Regions from separate parts of the Mus musculus genome. Here region 1 is linked to region 2. The links are chromatin contacts, called in public HiChIP or PLAC-seq maps. All regions are on one chromosome and are shown on one strand. Each heading gives the region's core, a stretch centred on a gene start, on an enhancer-like site or on the middle of the called end of the contact. The rest is flanking DNA. Distances are from core to core; before and after follow the strand shown. Region 1 overlaps Clmp (CXADR-like membrane protein). Region 2 overlaps Zfp202 (zinc finger protein 202).

Region 1 (2,800 bases), core at 172-2,671, 550 kb before region 2:
CAAATCCCAGCAACCACATGGTGGCTCACAACCACCCATAATGAGACCTGATGCCCTCTTCTGGTGCATCTGAAGACAGCTACAGTGTACTTATATATAATAATAAATAAATCTTAAAAAAAAAAAAAAAAGATGGGGTCAGAGAGTTGGTTCAGCAGTTAAGAGCACTGGCTGTTCTTCCAAACCAGGATTCTTGCCTCTCTTATCACGTGTACCCCAGATGTCAAGTTCTTTTAGAACAAATGTGGTGCAAAGTGCAAGGCTGTGAAATGCAACACACGTGTTACACTTATATTTGAACAAATGTGTATGTGCCGAGCTTATGTGGTGCAACCAATATAGAAATAACTTTTAAAAAAAGATTTATTATATCTAAGTACACTGTAGCTGTCTTCAGACACACCAGAAGAAGGCATCCAATCCCATTACAGATGGTTGTGAGTCACCATGTGGTTGCTGGGAATTGAACTCAGGACCTCCAGAAGAGCAGTCAGTGCTCTTAACTGCTGAGTCATCTCTCCAGCCCAAAATCATACTTTCAAAATCATACTTTTACTGCCTATGTGAGAAGATTTCCTGTAAACTAACATAGTTTTGCTTTTGGTTTTTGCTTTTGTGAGTCTGAATACATAGCAGATAGCCAGTCAGCATTTAGACCTATTTTACTGTTGAGTGAACCTTGGCACAGGGGAGGAACATCGTGAGATGAGGTCCGGTTAAATCATTTAGAGTGGAAATGCTCTATAACATTGCCGGTTCTCCTTCAGCCCACATGGCAGCCCTCAGGAAAGCGGAGAAACTGACTGCACTGTACTGTGTTGGGCTTGGCCGAGGATGCGCTAGCTTTCATTCGCCGCTGAAACCCGCAGAGTTGTCTTAGCTTCGTGCAAAGCTCAAGAACTGTACACCACCCTCGTGCATCCAGGAGGCCCTTGCTATATGCAGAATAAACAAATGCAAAGGCTCTGCTGTGAGACTTGCTGAGGGAGGCCACTAGAGGGAAACAAAGGCCCAGATTTGGACGATGTCCCCAGAGGGCCGGAACAAGGTGGTGGGCGGTGTACACTGCGCTCTCTAGCTTCTATTTATAACACATCCAGAATTAAATACAGCAGCGCCAGGAGGGTGCCTTCGTGAATACAAACGACTTCAGCGAGGCAGGGAGTGTCAACCAGAGCCTACGGATCTGCCTATTTTCTTGAACCTTAAGTCCCCGTCCTCCCTCCTCCCGACCCCCCCCCACCTCCTCCCCACCATCCTCCCCCCTCCCCCCAACTCCAAGATGCTACCAGATTTCTGGGATTTTTTTTTTTTTTGGTCATCTTAAGAAATAATTTTTACCATATGTTGAATCTACAGTTTGAGCTGGCAGGGCCCTCGGTAGTGTTTGTGGGAACTGCTTAGCATGTGCCTGCCATCTGGTGGGTGAGAGGGAATGGGCAGGTCCAGCCACCCTCTGGCTGCTAGCATAGGATTTCCTGGGCAACAGGGATCAACCTTAGGGCGAAGAAACCCTTACAGTCGGTATAACTTAGGAGGAGATCACAGCCTGGCCAAGCTAGTGAGTCGCAGGGGTTCAGGGAAGGGAAGAATTTTTGAAATTTTTGCTGCAGTATTTATCGATAGGAAGCGGGGTTTGGAAAGAGGCTTCTTGTGTATATGCAAAACGCCTTCCTGGAAGCCTTGGGCTTTCCCTAGTGGGGATTTCACGGGCAACTCAGACACTTAACAAGGTGCTAGTGGGAACCTCTCAGCCTTAGCGTTATCAACAGCCACTCCCCCACCCCCATCCCCCGGCCTGGGGTCAGCTGCCCTGGAAACCGCTCCCTCCGTGCTCCTCCATGGTAAGGTGGGACTAATTCTTCGTGTACTTGCTGCTTAAGATTAGCTTAAGATTTTGCGCTCTAAAACCTTGGGTCTCATTGGACTCCTTTGATCATTCCAGACTTTTTTTCAAAAAGACCAGGCAAGAAGGAGTTTTAACAAAAAACATATTCATATCCCCCGCCCCTCTCATAAGGGATAGTGGGCTGGGCCGTGACCAAAGAACAACCTCTAACCTCTCTTCTTCCTAAATAAGACTTTACTACTTTCCCAAAGCTCATTGAATGCCCAAGGCGGACAACTTGTCCCTAGTCACCCATGTTTGCTCTTCCTGAAAGGTTACCCCATGAGTACAGGCTCCCTACATGTTCCCAAGCTCCGAGTAATGAACTAAGGAAATGACCCCTGAATGTATAGTCAAAGCAGGCTCTAGGCAAGGCCGCAGCTCTTGGTGTAGGAGTTATCATCCAAGTAATTTACCAGCCTGTGTAGATCAGAGTTTACAAAGTTAGAGCATCCCATGGCAGGGATCGAAAGTCTGGTCTTTCACATTGTGCAGTATACAGTACAGTGCCCTCTAGTGGGCGACACAGATGTAGCCTCCCTTTCTTCCATTGAGTGAGAACATTTTTCAATGGTTAGGGGACATTTAGTATTCACTAACCTTGAGTGGGAGGAGTTTCCCCATATTTTGCTTTACCCAGAATGCTCCAGTAAGCCTCAGGAGAATGGATGCATCGGATATACGTAAGAAAGTAAGGTATTAGAAAGTAAAGTCATTCGGATATTTGCAAGCCTGAAGCAGGGAAAAAGCTGTGAATACTGTGACTTCAAAGTTAGCCTGGGCTACACTGACTTATCCTGTCTAAAAGCAAAACACAGAGAATGAACAAAAACAAAGGGAAAAGCCGTATTTCATTGTATAGATCAAGAATTAAGACACGGGCTGGTGAGATGGCTCTGAGTTCAAATCCCA
Region 2 (2,700 bases), core at 9-2,508:
CTTGTCATCAGGGGTACTTTGGGAGGAACACTCACAAAGGGAACGAGATGAGGAGGGGAAACTCAAGCTGCAAAGGCACACGAAGAACCAGTTATCTTTACAAAGACAAGGCAGGGGACACCCTAGGACTCTTCTAATTTCCCCCTTCTTTCAACCTTTAATCTCATCACCTGGGGCCCTGAGGTTTCCATCTATCCTTCAGGGCTGCTTACTGTTTGTTTTCTCAGATTACCATCCTAGGAAAGGGGTCTTGGGATTAAGGGTCTAGGTGAAACTAGAGGAAGTCAGAATAGTTGCTTTCTAAGGACCCCAAGGTTCAACATCCAAAGAAATTTAAAACCCAATCTTTAGGTGGCACAGGCAGGTGATTCAAAGCCTAGAAAGTCACACTCGCACACATCCATCCCGGCCCCACCGGGCTCATGGTTCTAGATGAAACCCAAAAGCAGAACCAGTAAAATTTAAAGGATAATTTATGGGACCCTCATACTCTCCCCAGATCCAGCCTTGAGGAACAGTCCCCCTCCACATCACACAGATCAGGACTCCCCCTCCTCACCCACCGCCTTGGTCTCCTGGGTTGTTTCTGCAAACCCTCCACCAGCGTCACTGCCTCCTCGCCACTCTCGGGCCGCTGGCCTCGCACCCAGCTCTGCAGTTCTCCAGGCAGGACAGTGAGGAACTGCTCCAACACGAGCAGCTCAAGAATCTGCTCCTTAGTTCTCCTCTCTGGCCTCAGCCACTGATGACAAAGCTCTCGAAGTCTGATGAGAGCTTCTCGAGGGCTTGATGCTTCCTGGTATCGAAAGCGTCGGAAGTTCTGGTGAGAGGTCTCCAGTACAGGATCATCGCCCTCCAAGGCGGATTCTGGCCCGCACGTGAAATCATCCTCCAGTTTCACCATCAGAACTCCTTCTTCTTCCCAAAGATCTTGGTCCTCTGGCTCCAAGGCTGTTGCCATTTCCTGGCTCTTGGGTGTTATCACACCATTTAGCCCTCACACTGGCGATAACGTGTTTTAGACCGGGTAGCTCAAGGGGTTCCTCCTAAGGGACCTAGGGTAGAGTAGTAAAGATGAAAGAGAATAGAAGCCTGCAGTTATGCAGAGACAACAGTTCTGACTTTGTGATCCTTTGTATACTTCTGAAATAATTAACTCCCCCCTTCCCCAGTCTCCATAACTGCATGTTGCAATAAAATCAAGTTGGGATAGGCCTGGCAAGGTCCTCTTCCCTCACTTCCTAGGGAAGGTTCCTAGCCCATAAAAAAACAGTACACCGCTCTACTCACAATAGTGTGGCTTTACCTCCTAATGCCTTTCTTCTACTTCCTTCCTGCTCAGTTCTTTAGTTTGGCTCCTTCAATTCCTGTCTGTACTACAGCCAGCACATTGTGAGTTCCCCACAGTCCTTACATGGTTGGGAGAAACGATGCTCAGAATGCCTACAAACAATGCCCCAGTGGCCATGATTTGTTTCACAGGCGTATAGTATTTATATCTTGAGCCATCAGCAGGGTGGACATATGTTACGCAAGGCTGCACGAAACTAATATTAACCTTGGTCAAATGGAAACTCTTGGAGATTTTCAGCACTCTAGAGGAAAGACACTAACAGCACCACCCCCAGAGCCTGCCTTTATCTTGCTAAGACATCTTTACCGGGATGACTCACTGACCCCTAACTGTTCAAAGGACACTCATTTATTCTAGCCTTGTTTGCAAACTTACCTTCTTTCTGCCTTGGCAGGGACCAATTGTAAAGAAAATACTTAGTTTAGTAATTTGTGGATTCAACTTTATGATTTTTTTCTCACTGTTTAAAATTAAACCAATGCTACCTCTTAAACTTCTCAACCTTTACTCTTCTTTCTGCCTGCTACTTCAGGGTGGTCCTCACCACCTTGCCTGAACTACAGTCATGACTTCCTACGTGTGCTCCCTCAGTACTCAACAAGGAGTAAGAGATAATACATTAGTTGTGAAGCTTTTTCTCACAATCTGATTCAGTATGTCTATGTAGTTATAGCTTTCCAAGGACTGCTTATCATTCTAATGAGATCCCGATTGGGTAATATAAAGAGAAGGGGGACGAAAAGGACTTATATTTGCCTGCTATCACTGAAAAGGTGTGGGATAGAAGTATAGCCTCATGGGAAGTTTTTTTTTTCTGTAAATTATTTGCTCATCAACAGTATGGAGCTGAAAATATTTCTGTTAGAGTAAATTTGAGATCAAATGTCTTACTGTTTTCTGTGTTCAGAAGGGAGATGGAATTTCAATGTTAACTATTAACTTTCTAAAGTATTTTCTTAATGCTATTACTTGGTATTATAAAAATGTGTTTTAAATGAAAAAACTGTGCAGAGGATGCAAAGCTTTTTATAGTCTATCTTACCCATCCCCCGTACCACTGAGGGCCAACCTGGCTTTTCAGGCCTTGCTGTCTTTTGAAGAATATACCCGTGGCACACTCTTTACTGGGTGGCTGTTACCTTGTGTCACTCCCTTGCTCTGATGCTGTCCTAACCAATTCTCATCTAGATAACGGTAACTGCCTCTGGAGTTGCTATTCCAAGTCAGCATTCTTTAGTAGGAAGATCTCTCTGCAGCCTGTGGGCCACACATTTCCCAGGATAGTTATGAATACAGTCCAACAAGCACATTTGTAGATAACATTATTTTTTAGTGCCAAAAGTTTG

The links. HiChIP or PLAC-seq counts read pairs in DNA pulled down with a chosen protein or histone mark.
Region 1: an H3K27ac HiChIP or PLAC-seq map of embryonic stem cells shows a contact between it and region 2, with 4 times the contacts expected there. The contact joins two enhancer-like sites. A contact is called at or near these places in 4 of 39 promoter capture datasets (the 3T3-L1 cell line, the HPC-7 cell line, HPC-7-derived erythroid cells and 1 more), 1 of 115 datasets of contacts at active chromatin or transcription factors (embryonic stem cells) and 1 of 9 other capture datasets (embryonic stem cells).

What each region holds. Positions count from the first base shown.
Region 1 is chr9:40,756,137-40,758,936 of GRCm38.p6, reverse strand. All of the region lies in intron 1 of Clmp (CXADR-like membrane protein), which reads right to left. Among named protein-coding and RNA genes, the nearest start is that of Hspa8, 44 kb to the left of the region's middle. Within about 2 kb of position 1,421, at least 182 of the 459 cell types and tissues checked have an H3K27ac peak or open chromatin away from gene starts, as enhancers often do. A contact at or near this core is called in the HPC-7 cell line and embryonic stem cells, where this site is marked.
Region 2 is chr9:40,205,554-40,208,253 of GRCm38.p6, reverse strand. It overlaps Zfp202 (zinc finger protein 202), which reads right to left. Exons shown (of 7, transcript NM_030713.2): 2 at 560-1,055. The coding sequence starts at 961. Among named protein-coding and RNA genes, the nearest start is that of Zfp202, 15 kb to the right of the region's middle. Within about 2 kb of position 1,258, at least 18 of the 459 cell types and tissues checked have an H3K27ac peak or open chromatin away from gene starts, as enhancers often do. A contact at or near this core is called in the HPC-7 cell line and embryonic stem cells, where this site is marked.